Regions from separate parts of the Mus musculus genome. Here region 2 is linked to region 1. A link is a contact called in public promoter capture Hi-C data. All regions are on one chromosome and are shown on one strand. Each heading gives the region's core, a stretch centred on a gene start, on an enhancer-like site or on the middle of the called end of the contact. The rest is flanking DNA. Distances are from core to core; before and after follow the strand shown. Region 1 overlaps Slc11a2 (solute carrier family 11 (proton-coupled divalent metal ion transporters), member 2). Region 2 overlaps Dip2b (disco interacting protein 2 homolog B).

The links. Capture Hi-C pulls out chosen DNA fragments and counts their contacts.
Region 2: a promoter capture Hi-C map of liver shows a contact between it and region 1. The contact joins two enhancer-like sites. A contact is called at or near these places in 1 of 15 datasets of contacts at CTCF or cohesin (the NIH/3T3 cell line), 7 of 484 Hi-C or Micro-C datasets (the HPC-7 cell line, embryonic fibroblasts, embryonic stem cells and 1 more), 1 of 115 datasets of contacts at active chromatin or transcription factors (large pre-B cells) and 4 of 9 other capture datasets (adipose tissue, embryonic stem cells, liver and 1 more).

The regions. Positions count from the first base shown.
Region 1 is chr15:100,385,855-100,390,283 of GRCm38.p6, reverse strand. It overlaps Slc11a2 (solute carrier family 11 (proton-coupled divalent metal ion transporters), member 2), which reads left to right. Exons shown (of 17, transcript NM_008732.2): 17 at 1,123-2,386. The coding sequence ends at 1,200. Among named protein-coding and RNA genes, the nearest start is that of Higd1c, 23 kb to the right of the region's middle. Within about 2 kb of position 2,238, at least 38 of the 459 cell types and tissues checked have an H3K27ac peak or open chromatin away from gene starts, as enhancers often do. A contact at or near this core is called in liver and pancreatic islet, where this site is marked.
Region 2 is chr15:100,202,187-100,206,615 of GRCm38.p6, reverse strand. Dip2b (disco interacting protein 2 homolog B) reads right to left here. Exons shown (of 38, transcript NM_001159361.2): 31 at 4,260-4,428; 32 at 3,314-3,484; 33 at 1,472-1,533; 34 at 162-219. Among named protein-coding and RNA genes, the nearest start is that of Atf1, 23 kb to the left of the region's middle. Within about 2 kb of position 1,830, at least 88 of the 459 cell types and tissues checked have an H3K27ac peak or open chromatin away from gene starts, as enhancers often do. A contact at or near this core is called in liver and pancreatic islet, where this site is marked.

The sequences.
Region 1 (4,429 bases), core at 989-3,488:
AATGGCAGAGCACACCTTTAGTCCCAGTACTTGGGAGGCAGAGGTGGGCAAATCTCTGAGCTCGAGGCCTGCTAGACTTATATAACAAGTTCCAGGATAGCCAGGGTTGCTTAGTGAGACCCTAACTTAAAAAACAACAAACAAACAAAACCAGTATGTTTTTCACAGATCCCTGCAAACCATCTATCTGCATTAGATTCACAGGGAAGGGAACTGGAAATATCTTTTTAAAACTGCTGAGGGTGGGGCATGGTTATAAATATCTATAATCCCAGCACCTGGGAGGTGGGGGCTGGGATAAATCAAGACAGCTACGTGATACCTTTGAGGCCAGCTTGACTGTCACGAGTCCTGCTTTTAAGAACCAGAAAGTTATAGGGCGTGAAGACAGTTGTGGTTCCTGATACAGCCTGCAGACACTGGGACCCACAGGTCACTGCTTCTCAGCCTGGCAGACACTGGGACTTGCAGGTCGCTGCTGCTTCTGCACACTTTTCGTTCCCCTAACTACTCAGGAAAGGGCTTTTCTCAAGTGTCAAAGGATAATAGGACCTGAATTACTGGACTCAGGGTTTAGATCATTTGAAATCTGATTTCCAGTACACTGTGGTCATATTATCTATCCTAAAGTCCCAACCTAGCTTCACTCTCGTCATGAGACAGTCAGAATGCATTTAGCATCATCCTTAACTCAGCTCCATCTCAGGCAGCCACGAAGCACACACACTGAAGGTTTTCACCCCCTGCCTGTGTTCTAAGCACGCTTTCTCTGGCACTCCAGGCTGCAGCCTTTCTCTAGAGTGCTCTCTCTACCTCAGGGTTGCTTGGCTGCTGTGTGGCTGACCTCCACACGCCCTCTCTAGGTCCAATCCCAGGGGATCCAGTGCCTCCCTCTGACCCCTGTGGGCAGCAGACGTGTGCACACTACATACACTGATGTACCTAAAATAAAAATCTAAAAAGTGTCCATGATCTTAAATAAGAACCTCACATAACACCATTTTCTATTCTGAAATAAAATTCAATTGTACTGAGCAAAGAGGCCAAAATAATGTGTACGTCCACAGTGTAATTCCTTGCTAGTGACACTAACTGTCTCCCTGTGCTTTTGTCCTCCCTCAGTACCGCCTGGGACTGACCGCTCAGCCTGAACTCTATCTTCTGAACACCGTGGATGCTGACTCAGTGGTGTCCAGATGACTAACAGCCCAGGAGACCTTAAGAACACTTTCTCTAAGCCCTTTCGGGCCAAGTGCCTGTTAGCAAATCCCTTAGTTCGGAGGTGAGCTTGTTCAAAGGTTTTTGAACAAAGGAGAAGTTCTCCTCACGGACTCAGGGTAAAAGCTGACAGTTGCGTATGGGTCAGAGACCCTTCGGAGGCAGTGGGCCTGTGGCAGCTGTGCAGTCCCTCAGGCTTGTGTCTGCACTTCTGGGGTTTAAAGTGTATCGATATGTATTTATGTGAACCCAAACGTGCCAGTTTGGGTAAGATTTTAAGGTTATAAAACTTGATAGATTTTTACAAATGCCTTTCAGGTGAGTTAGGTCTTTGTTCTATTTGGGTAACAAATGAGAAAGGGACCTTTCTGACGATGAACTTCCCCAAAATAACTCTTGAAGCGCTGCTTTACCACAGTGTGTGTGTGTGTGTGTGTGTGTGTGTGTGTGCGCGCGCGCGTGCCTGCCTGCTTCTGCTTGTGGGGGCCACGGGTTGGCATCAGGTGTCTCCAGTCTCTACCACAGTGTGTGTGTGTGTGTGTGTGTGTGTGTGTGTGTGTGTGTGTGTGTGTGTGCGTGCGCGAGTGCCTGCCTGCTTCTGCTTGTGGGGGCCACGGGTTGGCATCAGGTGTCTCCAGTCTCTCTCTGAACATGGAGTTCAGTGTGTGACTGAGCTAGCCAGCCAGTAAGTTCAAGGATCCTCCTGGCCTCGCGCCCCAACACTGTGGTCCCAGATCAGCTGCTACGCCCAGATTTTACACAGTGCTGGGGACCCAAACTCAGGTCTTCCTGGACAGCAGGTACTTTACCAACTTTCCCCCTTTGTCTCTACATCAAGTGTGTCTGTGGCTGTTGTTCCGTTGGTGTCTGTCCACCTGCCCTTTCTTCCCACTCTACGCGCTGACACTCCACACACTGTCCTCACCCTGTCTCTAAGGGCCGCCCGTATGTGTACCGCTGAGTGTCCTGAGGAATTTAAGCATTTTAAGGTGTGTGTTAGCAGAGGTCTGAGGCTCGCACTCGATGGGAACACAGACCATCAGTTTCACTTTAAGCACCGACACTCCAAACGCGCGTGTGCAGGTAGTGAAGCTTTTTGGTTTTTGCTTTAATCCCAACCAGAAATAATCATCCTTGTTATAATAAAGTTCATGCTTAATAGCTAAAAGCTTTTGTCTAGGGGTGCGACTCATTTGTAGAGCTCTTTGCTTGCCCACCACACACACACACACACACACACACACACACAGGCACTCCTGAACACACAAACGCACACACTCATACTCTAACTGTCTTCTTAGGGAATCAGTTAATCAGTTACAGCACTTGACCTGCGTTCCTACCTGGCAGTACAGTAGACAATACAGCAGGCTAGAACTGAATCATAGCTGCCCACTGTCATTGCCATGTGTGCCCCAGGGGCACACGGCTTATCGGGCACAGGGCCTTCATATTCTTCTTTACTTTTTTGCTCTCTAGGCTCTGAGTCTGTAAACCCCATAGGCTATGTGTGACTTTAAATGTCACATTCATCTTTCAGCATTAAATGTAGAAACAGAGAGATCAGACATTACTCTTTTTGTTTTGTTTGGTTTGGTTTTCTAGGACAGGGTTTCTCTGTGTAGCCCTGGCCGTCCTGGAACTCACTCTGTAGACCAGACCAACCTTAGACTCAGATCCACCTGCCTCTGCCTTGAGTGCTGGATTTAAGGGTGGGAGCCACCACCTCCCAGCTTGCGAGGGCATTTGCTAAATTCACCCTTTACAGCTTCTTCACGTCCACCTTGGGGCCTTTAAAAATTTTTTTTTAATTTTATTTTTTAAAGATTTTATTTAATTTATATGAGTATATTCAGACACGCCAGAAGAGGGCATCAGCTCTCATTACAGATGGTTGTAATGTGGTTGCTGGGAATTGAATCAGGACCTTTGGAAGAACAGTCGGTGCTCTGGACTGCTGAGCCATCTCTCCAGCCCAGGGCTTACCTAGAACTTGTTATGTAGACCAGGCTAGCCTCAGACTTAGAGATCCTCCTGCCTAGCCCCCAAGAGCTGGGGTTGAAAGTGTGCTCAGTTCTGCTTGGCCACAAGGCCACTGAAGACTTAGAACAGCCTTGTAGCCTAGGTCACAGTTCTGACCTTAACAGACAGAAGCAGCAGCAGCTGGGCTGAGCTTCGGTTACCGAAGTCCCTGTGTTTCGGTTTGGTGAAGACCCGTCACAGTCCCAGATGAACCCATTTCTTGTACACCCACCCGACCCTCCACTTCTGTTTCTCAGTACTTCTTTCCCTGGGAGATTATGTGGGAGAAGAAAGACTGAAGACAGAAGCATCCTGTTTTGCGATTCATACAAAGGTGAGGCAGATGAGAGAGGTCAAGAACTCTCAAGGCTTTCTGTAGCTCCTCTCTGCGCTTCCTCTGGGTGCAGGTAGGAACAGAGATAAGATGCCACACATTCACAGGTATCATCTCCCCGAGGCCTCACAGCTTCTTGTCAGCAGAAAGTATAATACATACCAAATCCATTGAAAGATTGACGTCTAAAGAGTGAGCCTTGGTTAAGCTTTATGCCATTAAGAACAAGTATGAACTTTGGCTAGCATTCATGAAACCCTTGATTCAACCCAACACTGAAGAAAAAAAAGGGGGTGGTGGTGGTAATGAGGCCTGTGGTGCGCGCCAGCGTTCCAACACTGGAGAGAGAGCTAAGAGGATCAGAAAGACCAGGCTCACCCTTGGCTTTGTGTCCAGTTAAAAATCCTGCGATTTGATGCTTCTTCTGAACTCTTCAGGCACCAGACATGCATGTGGTACACAAACATACATGCAGACAGAACATACACATTAAAAAAAAAAGCAAAAAAGAAGTCAAAAAATGTTAATGGTGCTGGCAAGATAGCTCAGGAGGTAATTAAATTCACCTGCCACCAGGCCTAATGACCTGAGTTCCATCCCAGAGAACCCCAGGGTGGAGAAAAGCAACTCACAAAATGTCTGATCTCTACGCATGCTGCGGCTCCTGTACACCCGTACATACATGCACAAGTCGTTAAAAGTATAACTTTAACAAAACATTCAGCTTGGGCATGGCGATCTTTGTTATTCAGACGATTGGAGGCTGAGCCAGGAGGATCTCAAAATCAAGGCCAGTTTGGGCCACATGCCAAGATCTTGGTCTTAGGGCACAAGGGACTAGAGAGGTTACTCAGT
Region 2 (4,429 bases), core at 581-3,080, 180 kb after region 1:
AAACAATCTGGAGATAAGTGCACATCTGGTCTTCATGCATCTGAAACCATCCATTAAGGAAAGCCTATGGGCTTTTCTCTAAGCTTGACTGGACTCTTCTCTCAGGCTTCAGCCCTCTTCCTCCATCCCAGCCTTCCCCAGCAGCTAGCAGAATAGAATACCTTTCCAGATTCAGAAAGCAGGAGGCTCTGGGGGGCACCCCGTTCCACAAGACGGACCCTGTAGAGAAACAGGGGTTAATGTCTAGTCTTTATAAAATGGGGTTCACTACTGCAGCTACCTCCTCAGGATGTCTAACTGGCACCTCTGCTCCCAAAGTGGGCTTCTCACACTCCACACACTTGATGCTCTGGGTCAGTTTACTAGGTTTCAACAGCAGCTCCCACTGTAACAACCTGTTCCCAGGAGTCGAGAGGCGAGCCTCTCCAGGGAAGGAGACCTGCCGTCAGGCCACCAGATATGTCAGCAGGTGGAGTGCTGCTGCTTAACCGTGACACCAAGTACTGTGACTCATGTCCATGACTCCGGTGCTGGGAGGCAGAGACAGGGGAGTCTACGAGGCTGCCCAGAGAGCAATCTTCTCAGAATTGGCAAGCCACAGGTCTCAGAGATTGACCCTGTCCCAGAAAACAAGGTGGATGGTCCCTGAGGAACCAAGTAACACCACCTAGGGTAGTTTTCTGGTGCGCACATATGCACGCATGCTCACACACACACACCCAGCACGAGTGTGGCCTGGGGTCTCTGCCTAGGCACACTGGGGACTAGCCACCAGCCTAATGTGCAAAGGGCTCCGTATCTCAGCATCACGCTGTGGGACAAAACTTAAAATCTCAGTGAGAGAAAAAGCGGCTTCACAAACTATGGACTCAGATTAAGTGTTGTGTCAAAGCCCTGTCCTGGCCTCACGTCTGCCTCATTTTTTTGAACTGCAGAACAAAGACACTATCTATTGTTTGTTTTCTTTTGTTTTTGTTTTTGTTTTTGAGACAGGGTCTCCCTGTATAGCTCTGGCTATCCTGGAACTCAGAGATCCGCCTGCTTGAGTGCTACAGTTAAAGGCGTGCGCCCCACACGCAGCCCCACAAAAGTATATACATTTATAGCTAGAAACTAAGATTACATTTTAATTATAGAACAATACAGCAAGCCAGGCATGATTCCTCATGCCTATAATCTAGCAGAATCAGAGGCAGGAGGATGGCTGTAAGTTTTAGGCCAGCTCAGACTATATAACAAACTGGGGTTTCAAATCCTACTCCACCTCTTGGGTGATGAAAAACCAACCAAGGCCTAAAGCTAATGTCAATGAAGCAACTGTGAGAACTGAAGCTTTTTTTTCATAAACAAAATTCCTATTATTTACTAATGACAGACATGAGACCTTCCCCTTCCTGCATCACCCCTCAAGATGTAAACAAGAGCAGGACAGGGGTGCTGATGTTGAGGTCAAGCTCTGTGCTCACCATACCTGTCATGTCTCAGCGACTTCAGATCCACATACACAGTTGTTGGATCCGGCCCTGAGGTTCCCTAAAGAAGAACAAACCAGCACACTGTTTATTTAAAGCCTGAACGAGCTGTCTCTCTTCCACAAATGGGAAATGTCTGCTGTCGGAGAGCTCATTCTCACTTTCTCTTTAACCAAGTGAGCCATAAAAGGGGGAGCGGGGAGGAGCCTTGGGCCTGGCAACCTCTTGGCTATCTCTGCAGCAATGAAGCAGTACCAAGCCTGGGGAGTGGGTTTGGGTAGTTCCCTACCCAGGGCTCAGAGCAGGGGCTGATGAGAGCAAGGGGCAGGATGGGACTCTACAGGGAAGTATGATGACATTTCCTGCAAGCCTCTTGACCTGGGTCACTGGAGACCAGAGTCTTAGTCACCCTCTCTTCCCCTTGGCTATGCATGCATGCACTTGCCTCATGAGCTGCCAAGCACATAAAGTCAGACTGTTCTAGATCTACCCAGAACAACATGGCAAAAGATGCAGCTTTATTTTTAGAAGGCAAAATATGGGGGACAAGAAGGATGTATATTAATTAATTAATGACATTAAAATAGGACTCAGGGGGCTGGAGAGATGGCTCAGAGGTTAAGGGCACTGACTGCTCTTCCGAAGGTCCTGAGTTCAAATCCCAGCAACCAAATGGTGGCTCAAAACCATCAGTACAGCTACAGTGTACTCATATACATAAAATAAATACATCTTTAAAAAAAAAAAAGGGACTCAGGGAGGTTCCTGGAGCACTCTGTACTAGGAGAGAGTATCACATGGAGGCCACTGGCTTGCTCTTGTCTGAGTGCTTCCCTAGTAATCCGCTGACCTGTAGGCCAACCCTGGGCAAACAAAGGCATCATTTTATAGATGAACATAGGAGATGCAGCAGGCAAGATAAAAAGCCTAAATCTCCACAGTGACCCAGCAGAACCAGTCTCAGGCAGAGCAGCATGGCCTTGAAGACACTACAAGGCCTCACAGTCTACTCAGGGGGTCAGAAGACTGAGGCAGGGAGACTGCTGTGAGTTCATGGTCAGGCAACTCTGTCTCAAAGACCCAGCAGCAGCAACAAGAACTTCATGGTGCTGGAGCTGGTCTGGAACTGCTTGTTTTCAAAATGCTAAACATTGGATCTGGTTGCAGTCAAAACCAGCACTTTCCCCCATACACCAAATGATGTGTAAACTTTGCTTGTTTTTAGTCTCTGACTGATTAAACAAAAGTGGCTGACAGCCAATTACTTGGAGAATAGAGTAGACAAGGCCTTGGTTCCTAGGCTTAGGGGTCACAGGTAGGGACCACGAGGGAGGAAGGAGAAAGAAGACAGGAGAGCCAGAGGTCTCCATTAGACAGGATGGACTAGGACATGTGGCCAAGAGAAATGCCTCCTGAGGACAGTCAGATGGAGCAGAAATAACCCAGGTGAGACTCAAACAGTAAATAACTTGGGGAGTCTAGTTGGGAAATGGCCAGTCTAGTGTAAAAAACATCACCCAAGGGGGCTGGAGAGATGGCTCAGGGGTTAAGAGCACAGGCTGGTCTTCCAGAGGCTGTGAGTTCAATTCCCAGCAACCACATGGTGGCTCACATCCATCTGTAATGGGATCTGATGCCCTCTTCTGGTGTGTCTGCAACAGTGTGCTCACATACATTAAATAAATAAATCTTTTAAACAGCAAAATCAAAACATCGCCCAGTAAATATGCTAATGCTGATTAAATAAATCCATGTAACTCTGACTCAATTACTGTGGGACTCGTAGGGTCATAATAAGAACTAATAGAATTATTAAATACCACACATCAACATGGTGTTACCTGTAAACATATTGCTACATTGACTCTGGATCCAAAAGTGGTGCTGACAGCTCGAGGGGACAGACCGATGTCTTTGAAGAGCTTGGAGAAGGACTGCTGAAGGCTGACACGGGGCCGCTCCTCTGCCACCACCACACAGGTCCGGATGCAAGAAAGATTGATCCCTCTGGTCTGCAAGAAATTGGTGTCAGAAACATAGTTAGAAAGATCCCTTCTTGTTCGGGAAAAGCCAAGGGGTACCTTCTGGGCCCAGACACAGAGAAAAATATCTTTCAGAAAGGAAATGGCCAAATGCCTAGGTACTATCACCTACAGCTGATCTACTCCATGCCTTTCCTCTGGGGCTGAGGAGGGAAGCACCAGGCTAGGATGCACAGGCCCTGGATTGCACCATCACCTCCACAAAAGAAGGGGGGTACCCCAAAACCCAAGCTTTTAGGCTTCTCTTCTCAGCACTGTACTTCTGTTCTAGCCCCATTCCCTTGCATTTCTCTCATTCCCTAGTCTGCAGACAGCTAGCTCCCCACCACCTGTGTTAGTCCTTGGGGTGCTACTTCTCTGTTAGGGAGGGAATTCAGTATGTGACTTCCTCATACCTGGCCACTGGATGCAAACATGAACATGGACCCTGTCCTTCAGGGAGTGCCTCATCTCCAGTGTTCTGGGGTCCTCATTTTGCTGGGAAGAATCTACCCGCAGTGAGTTTCCCACATACTGTTATATAAATAGATCCTCTCCCTTTCCACACAGAATAAAATTAGCTTTGAAAGAATGCACTAAGTTAGGAAGAGGGCCGTTCAAGTCCCTGCCATTTACGAGCTATCCACTCAGTCCTGGACAGCAGGAAAGGGCAGCGGGCATGCTGAGTACCCTGCTCCGGCTGCAGCAGCCCTGGCCTGTCCGTCAACCCTCTAAGGACCGGTCACTCGCTGGGCTTGCTCCTCACCTTCAGCACCTCCACCTGGTTCCCCAGCCCTTTAGTGCACAGCTCCATGACTGAGTAGGAGCAGAAGGTGTCCCTGATCTTGTACTGGTTGACAGTGGCGAGCCAGAGGAAAAGGTTGTTTTCCAGCTCCATAGGAGGGATCAAGACGGACTGGTGACCCGAATACACAC